Linked DNA regions of Mus musculus: region 2 is linked to region 1. A link is a contact called in public Hi-C data. All regions are on one chromosome and are shown on one strand. The core of a region is the stretch at or near the end of the contact, and the rest is flanking DNA. Distances in the headings are between cores, read along the strand shown. Region 1 has its middle 56 kb from the start of Gm36319. Region 2 holds the start of Dkk1 (dickkopf WNT signaling pathway inhibitor 1).

What was found. Hi-C and Micro-C count contacts between places; a contact is called where the count stands out from the background.
Region 2: a Hi-C map of the N1E-115 cell line shows a contact between it and region 1, with 8 times the contacts expected there. A contact is called at or near these places in 10 of 39 promoter capture datasets (the 3T3-L1 cell line, the HPC-7 cell line, HPC-7-derived erythroid cells and 7 more), 5 of 484 Hi-C or Micro-C datasets (the N1E-115 cell line, embryonic stem cells and undifferentiated spermatogonia), 9 of 130 datasets of targeted methods (craniofacial prominence, embryonic midbrain, embryonic stem cells and 2 more) and 4 of 9 other capture datasets (adipose tissue, embryonic stem cells, macrophages and 1 more).

The regions. Positions count from the first base shown.
Region 1 is chr19:30,449,685-30,453,986 of GRCm38.p6, forward strand. No RefSeq gene overlaps it. Among named protein-coding and RNA genes, the nearest start is that of Gm36319, 56 kb to the left of the region's middle.
Region 2 is chr19:30,546,902-30,551,110 of GRCm38.p6, forward strand. It overlaps Dkk1 (dickkopf WNT signaling pathway inhibitor 1), which reads right to left and starts at 2,595. Exons shown (of 4, transcript NM_010051.3): 1 at 2,233-2,595; 2 at 1,877-2,045; 3 at 662-811; 4 at 1-537. The coding sequence starts at 2,478. The coding sequence ends at 284.

The DNA.
Region 1 (4,302 bases), core at 202-2,701:
TAGGCAATCCCTGATACTATTAATGATACTATGCTATTCTTGTAGACAGGAATGTAGCATAACTCTCTCCTGAAAGGTTCATCCAACGCAGCATATGGAAACAGATGCAGAGACCCATAGCCAAAATCAGGTGGGACTTGGGCAGTCTTGCAGAAGAGTGGGGGATAGAATTGACTGAACTGGAGAGGCCAAGGACACCACAAGAAGACATTCAGAGTCAACTAATCTGGATCCATGGGGCCTCACAGAGACTGAACTACCAACCAAAGAGGATGCAGAGGCTTTTCCTAGCCCCCCTACACATTTGTACCAGATGTGCAGCTTGGTCTTCATGTGGGTCTCATAACAATTTGAGCAAAGACTGTCTTTGACTCTGTTGCCTGCCATTGGATCCCCTTCCCCTAACTGGACTTTTTAGTTGGGCCTCAGTGAGAGAAGATGGGCTTAGGCCTACAGCAATTGGATGTCCCAGGGTAGGCACACTGTGTTTACTTTCATTGTCTTAAAAATTCGAGGAGAGACAGACCCAGAAATCCAATTTTTTTACAAATCAAAATGATGCAGAAGCTGGGTGCTCACAAAGATCTCTGGAACATTCTCTGGACACGAAGAAGAAAAAGAAGGGAGAGGAGAAGAGGAGGAGGTAGAGGAAGGAGGAGAGGAAGAAAGGAGGAGGAGAGGAAAAAGAAGATGAAGATGTCAAAGAAGAAAAAGAAAATGACGATGACAACAAAGAAGAAGGAGAAGAAGGAGAAGAAGAAGAAGAAGAAGAAGAAGAAGAAGAAGAAGAAGAAGAAGAAGAAGAAGAAGAAGAAGAAGAAGAAGAAGAAGAAGGCGGAGGAGGAGGAGGAGGAGGAGGAGGAGGAGAACGAGAACGAGAACGAGAACGAGAACGAGAACGAGAACAAGAAGAGTTAAAAATACAGAAGAAATTGTACAGAGGAAACTTCTTGGCGTGGAATGAATGACTATTGATGGCTGGAGTATTATATGGAAAGATTCCTGTTTGCAGAAGACACTTTCTTTACTTTCTTTTCCTGGACCGAGGAGTGCAGAAGTCCAGTCTAGAACCTGGAGCTCTCTGTTATTCTAATCAAAACAGGCTGATGTTGGAACAGTGGACAGATGAGTGGGCTACTTAGGAAGGGCTGTGAGCACAGTAGCAATCATAGAGCAGTGAAGGTTCTCGCGGTGCCGCTAAGCTAGAAAGGACATGATGCCAGCAGCTGATGCTCTGCTGGGGCCTCGCCTCTTCATAGCTGGCTGACATCCTTCTCCAGCTGGCTATTTCCTGGGCTGTGGCAGTCTCCTCCCTTCACATCCCCTCTGTAGCTGTGGTTTGGCACTTTGCAAGAATCCCACTGCCCAAAGTTCCCTCTGGGCTTGTTTCCAGAGAGCAATGGCCTGACTATTTCCACTACTGACTGAATTTACCCACAGTGCCGGGCGGAGGCAGCTTTTTTTAGATGGCCAAAGCAAATTGGCACGGATGACTTAGAGCAGCACAGTCATAATGAGATCTGGTGTCTGGGACACTGGAGAACACAAGTGCAGCCGGTAAGCTGCTAAGAAGGTTTTCTGCCGCATCAGAGAGAGACACCGCTGGCTTAAGAGATGGAAGCATTGGAAGGCTGTGGGAAAGCTCCTCCTTATACATGGTGTCTGGCTGTGGCCAGAGGGACTTGTCAAAATGAACTTGTTAAACAGGGCTTCCCCCCACCCCCGAAGAGCCAAGAAAGTGACTTTGATTCTTTATACCCTGGTGGTGTCAAAGCAGAGAGCTGCAAACTGTGGCCGGCGAGCCCAACCCATCTTGCCTCCCCTTTTTCATTCACCCTCTAAGCTCAGCATGGCTTCTTCACGTTTAGATAGTCGAAAAGAATCAAAAGAATATTTTGTGACACATGGAAATGATATGAAATTCAAATTTCAATACCCATGAATAAAGTTTTATTGGAACGCTGCCACACCCATTCACTTACGCACTGTCTCTGGCTGCTTACAAGCTTCAAATGCAGAGCTAAGCGGTTGCAGCTGAGACCTTATGGCCTGCAAAGTCTGAAATATTTACTATCTTGCCCTTTACAAGCGGCTGCTTTTCTAACGCCTGTGCTAAATCGGTGGCCAATGGGAGCAAGGGAAGAAGAGAGAAATGGGAGGGAGCTTTATAAAGGAGGCTTTCTTTCTCTATCCCTGCATGTGTAAGTGGGTTGGTGGTCTCTGTCACACAGAGAGTCAATAAGACTTTCTTCATTATTATTGCTTTTGATATTTCTGTCTACACACACACACACACACACACACACACACACACACACACATACACACACACACACACACACACACACACACACACACACATTCTCAGAGCTCAGAACCCAGCCATGTGCTTGTGATCCACGGAAGCTTGACAGTTGCAGAAAGAAGGGACAGTAACAAGTTGCATGATGAACCCTGAAGGATTAATCAAAAATAATTTTAGGGGATGTATTTAATATGTACAGAGGACAACATGCCAGCAGGCATGTCAATGCAGTATTCTAATTACAGACACTATTATCACAATTCAGTCGAGTTTGTATGGTCAAACTATCTGGTGTGGACCCTTTAAAATTGGCTTGAACTGGCCACTTAAAATGAAGGCAGTAGCTTTGGGTTAAATAGTATATAAGAATGGCTTCAGAAAGCACCAGCTCATCATTTGGAGTCTAGGGGGTGGGGTGGGGTGGGGTGGGGTGGGGGGCACGTTCCTGTGAGGACAGACCTGTAATACACAGAGAGTAATATGAAAGCTAGCAGCAGCAAAGTAAGACCGAAGAGGATTTAAGGATCGGAGAAGGGGCCGGGAAGCATTTCCCAAGAGACCCAGGTCTTACACACTTCCTCCTTTAGTTTGAGAATCCTCTTGATTTCTCCTTGTAGGACCTGATCTCAGTCAACTTTGCTCCCCACTCACCCAGCTGCATGGAGAAGAGAGATGTCCATATTGCCAAAGCATTCGGAGAGAAGTAGGGAGTGTTCTGTCCGGTTTCTTGGAGATGCCCGTCTTAGTCCACCCGTGCTGTGACATATTTGGCACACCCTGACTGATAACGAGATCTCTCGACAGTACTTTTTCAACGCTGAGGCTTCTTCTTCGGAAGGCGGAGGAAGCTCAAGCCTTCCTTCTAGATGCTGTACAGTCAACTCGGCTCTTTCCAAACAGAGTTTACAGCTTCCTTCTGACCACAGGGGTTCCAAGAACTTCTGCTTTTATTTATTCATCTTTTCCACTAGTCTTAAAACTAGGAGACAAAGGTAAAGTGCTGGCACCCTTTGGAAGGAAACTTGGCTTTCCTCTGATGCCGCTTCTTACCAGACATCTGCTTGAGATATGTCAGTATTAAGTGTTCTTCTATCACTGCTAAGAGTGTGTGAGCAGCTATGCCCCAGTGTAGGGGAATGCCAGGGCCAGGAAACAGGAGTGGGTGGGTTGGTGAGCAGGGGTAGGGGGGTAGGAGACTTTCAGAGGGGAAACCAGGAAAGTTTGAAATGTAAATAAATAAAATATCTAATAAAAAAAAAAAAGAGTGTGTGAGAAGAATGGGCTGTGTGGACCTTCCCTGGACATTCAGTACATTAATCTTATTAATTTTCATATTAATCTTGAGAGCTTCCAAACTCCCATTCCATACTATTTTTTATTAAGGCAATTCAACTCAGAACGCAAGGGGAAACACTAATACTTTTGACTGGAATGTTGTTCTTTGTATCTGAAAGTTAATTGAGCTGCCAAATTTGACAACGTAAAACAAAGCAAGTTGAAATCAGGTAGAGAAAGAATTAATTTTCTCTATGTTATCTATTCATTTCTCTATTGAAGATAAATTGCTAGATTATGAGTCCTGTTTTAGGGACTGGAGCTGATTCTATGGGGAGTGAAGGACAGGCCTCTTTAAAAAGAAAAGCGCTGAAGAACGGTTTGCCCTTCATACTAAATATTTGAATATTTAGATTCAAAAGAGTACTATAACTTGAAGCAGCACACCTTTTCCAAGTTCCAGAGTAAAAGTTGTGCCTTAGACATCCATGCAAAGACAAGAAGACACCCTGAAACTTTCAAGGCAGGAAGAACACAAGAAATACTGTGATTAAATAAGTTTTATAGATATAGCGGAGGCCATAATTAAGGTTGGTCCTCACTTGCTTAAGTGTCATCTTTCCTGACATTAGAAGATTATCCATCTAGCATTGGGCTCATGAGAAAAAGTTATCACCAAGTTATAAACATTATTTTCAGAAGTGTTATTATAACTTAATGTA
Region 2 (4,209 bases), core at 1,345-3,844, 98 kb after region 1:
AAACAAGGCAATGTAGCACACCTCTAGAAAAATAATTAAAAGTTTTGCTGCATTTACAGGTAAGTGCCACACTGAGGATTTACAACACAGTAATTTACTGCAATCACAGGGGAGTTCCATCAAGAAACAAAGTCCTTACACTCCAGAGCTTTTGGAAGGTATTGTCGGAATGCTTAATTACACACTGAAGATTCCTACATCCTTGGGATTGAGCTGACAAATCATAAAGGATTTTCGTAGCATATATTAGATAAAAAGAGTCCATCATATTTAGACTGTCGGTTTAGTGTCTCTGGCAGGTGTGGAGCCTAGAAGAATTGCTGGCTTGATGGTGATCTTTCTGTATCCTGCAAGCCAGGCCTTCCCCGCAGTAACAGCGCTGGAATATCTCCAGCCCGTGGGAGCCTTTCCGTTTGTGCTTGGTGCACACCTGACCTTCTTTAAGGACAGGTTTACAGATCTTGGACCAGAAGTGTCTTGCACAACACAGCCCTGCGGCACAGTCTGATGATCGGAGGCAGACGGAGCCTTCTTGTCCTGTGAAGGAGACAGAAGGAAAATTACAGTTACTGCGAGGCCTGTACCATCCCACTGAGACAATTCTAAATGCACTTCTGATATATTAAATGGGAAAGGCTGAGCCTGAAAGCCCCTTTACTACCTTTGGTGTGATATATTTTTGAAGTCAGTGTGGTTCTTCTGGGATATCCATCCCCCGCGGCGGCGTTGTGGTCATTACCAAGGTTTTCAATGATGCTTTCCTCAATTTCCCCTCGAGGAAAATGGCTGTGGTCAGAGGGCATGCATATTCCTAAGAAAACCAGAAATAGTGATTAATCCTCAGGCTGTAGTTTGTTGCTGCTAATAGCCAAGACAGGAGCAGTGGGTTATACAGACACCACTGTGAGTTACCTCACTGCTGTTGCTGCCTTTCTATTTACCAAAACTCCCCAGAGAAAGCAGTATCAATGAGTGTACTGTCGAATCGTATGGAACGCCTCAGGTATAGCCATTTTAAATGCTTTCCTACTAATTGTAGTGGAGGCAGTAGAGACTTTTCTGTCTATTTTAATATTACCCTTTGGGCTAGGAAAAAGAAATCCAGTCACTTAAAAGAAATTAATCTTAAAAAATAACTTCTCTGCTCTGGGTGCTAGCTGCGCAATGCAGTTCCGGCTGCCTGGAAGACTGCGATCTCACCCGCTAGTTACTTTACTGTATAATTTTGATATTACGGAGATTTTAGTGAGTTGACTCTGGAATGCTGCTGTAACCTAGGAAGTTAGCCACCCCTCAAGTTTATTTCTGGAGACTTCTTTGAGACATTAACATTTTGTGGATCTGTGGTTGTGTGTGTGTGTGTGTGGGGGCAGTACTTCTTTGAAGGTAGTTGAGGGTGGAGGGAAAGGGGAGAAGGGATGGAGAGCTAGGGGTGTAAGCGGTACAGAGATCTCTTTTAAAAGCTGGCCAGCAGAGATTAATCATTCTAGCTCCCCGTTGACAACAGTTGTAATAGCCTTAGAGGAAAGAGAGACTGGCAAAGCCACGCAGAGTCCACCTTAAGAAAAAAACGTCTGGCTCCCCTTTCAGAACGACCTCTCCCCCTTTCTCAAGTGCCCCAAGGCTCCCTGAAGATAATTGTTTGATGGAAGGGTCCACTTTCAGGTCTTGTTGTTAGATCACAGAGGGAGGCAAGGAAAGATAAACTTTCAAGTGCTCAAACACAAGCCAGTGACGATGTGTCAGGAGAACCCTTGCATGAGCACGCGTTTGCAGGTGGCGCCACCTTAGCTTTGACAGAACCAGAGCATTTCATTTGATTCCTGGGTCCTCAAAGGCAAGGTGGTTCTAATTTAAAAAGGAGTCCAAGACTCACCATTTTTGCAGTAGTTCCCGGGGCAGCACATAGCGTGCCTCATGCAGCGCTTCCTGCGCTTTCGGCAAGCCAGACAGATCTGTACACCTCCGACGCCGGCTGCCCCGCGGCTGGGGCTGGAGCAGTACTCGTCAGAGCCGCACTCCTCATCTTCAGCGCAAGGGTAGGGCTGTGGGAAGGGAGCGGACTGGTGAGCAACTCAAGCATCCTGGTACCCACACCTTCAAGGTCCCCATCTGCCTCTTCAAAAGCCCCTTAAGCGCGCTGCTCTTAATGCAGTGATTCCAAACACACCCCAAATCTCACACACCTAGATCTTTCTGAGACCCCCGTCGGGATCACAGCACCCCTCTTACCTGGTAGTTGTCAAGAGTCTGGTACTTGTTCCCGCCCTCATAGAGAACTCCCGGCGCCACACTGACAGCAGAGCCCGGCTGCCCCCCAGCACCACCCAGCGGTGGGGGCAGGTTCTTGATCGCGTTGGAATTGATGAGAACTGAGTTCAAGGTGGCACTGGCTCCTAGCAGAGGGAGGCTGCAGAGAGCCATCATTGTAAACACGGCCAAGAACCGGACAGCTGCCGCTGCACACACAACCATCATCTCCGAAGGACGCAAACAGGCAAAGGTCAGGAAAAGAGAGGTCACTTTGCACGGCGGCTGGCTGCAGAGTCTGGACTGCGGAACCTCAACTTCGGGACCTCCGCTGGTGGAGTCTCTGGCTGCCAGGCGCACAGCTCTGCACCGCCACCGCCACCTCTGGCTGCCTTTATACTCAGGCTCCCAGCCCTCCCAGCTCCTCAGGGAAGACAACAAAGCCGGGATGGGATTTCAAAGCTTTGGGAGGAGCTGGGAGGGGGAGTGTTTGTGTGTCGGAAGCAGGGAGGACTTTGACACTCTCCCCTCGCCCCTCCCTTGCACTGTGGTCCCCTTGTCCAGCTCACCTTAGAGTGTGGGTCACTAGAGCACTAGAGCATTAGAGCCTAGCCCAAACTTATAAATAAATAAATAAATAAATAAATAAATGGCGGGAGGGTGCACTCTGTGAGCTTGAGTGTTCTGCTGTGGGGCTGGGTTAGTTCTGTCTGAAATCCTTGTCAGAGTTAAAAGTGATAGAATATACAAAACCACGTTTCTTCTCTTCCCCATATGAGTACCCTCGCTTTCTGCGCACGCAAATAATATTCAGTATTAAATACAATGCGAGCAGCCATTCATCAAAGGTTTTGTGAAAAGCCCAGGTGGCTCCTATAGTTGCTGATTAACCCTTTAGCGTTGCGATTTGCAAATGAGGTTCTTGTCTTTTAAGTTTGTCTAGTTGCTTCCCCACTTCCCACTCCCTCCCTCCCCCCACCCAACCCTACACACACCAGGAGAAAAAAAAATGTGCAAAGACAAGAAAATTTGCACATCAAATGAGGATGCCAAGGGAAGAACTAATTCGCTTTTGATGGTGAGTTTGGGGGGGTTGGGGGTGGAGGCGAGAGACTGCCGTTTGGAAATTAAATCAGGGATGGAGGGGAGAGGGAAATAGGCACCCGATAATCAAACTATTTAATGTGGTTCTTTGAATCTGGTCAATCCCAGCAGTAGATGAACTTGATTAAGCAGACACATGAGATCAAAGTGGCTCTGAGCCAGAGCGGACAGGGTCCCTGAGCCTGGTCAGTCCTCTTTCCCTGGTTCCCTGTTCCCAGCGGTGGGTTAATAGAAGAAGATAAGAAACCCGAAGGCTTAGCTCCCGGCTTTCTCATTAGTGTTTCATATCGCTGAGCAGGAGAGGGCTTGCTTTTGATCCCAAATCAAACCTCGTCCAGGACAGGACAGGACAGGAGGAATAACCCTCTAGGGAGATAACAGAGGACCTCCTGGAAAAGAAGTGCTGAACCTAAATCAGAGAATGAATTTGAAGGGGTTTCGCCCAGTGTGTAAAATAAGAAACAACATGGACATAAGAATGCCGTGCTTATAAATTAGCGGTAATGTATGTAATAATGACTTTTATTAAAGTCAGTCTTTTATCCAACCATCACAGTGCTAAAAGAGACAGTTGTCATGAAATAACAAAAGATAAGAAATGTGAATGGATAATGTTTAAGAACAGATCGATAAATCTGAGACCACAAGCAACTGTTGTATGAGACTGAAAAGGAAGAAATGATCTGAAATCCTTGTTGGAGAGGGTGAGCTGAGATGTCCTTTGTAGCCCCTTAGCTTCTGGATCTGCTAGAATTATTCACGACACCGCTTTATCTATAATAGTTATTCTTAGGAAGCCCCCCACCCCCACAATAGCCAATGACAGTCTTGTACAAATATAACCCTGAAGTTGAG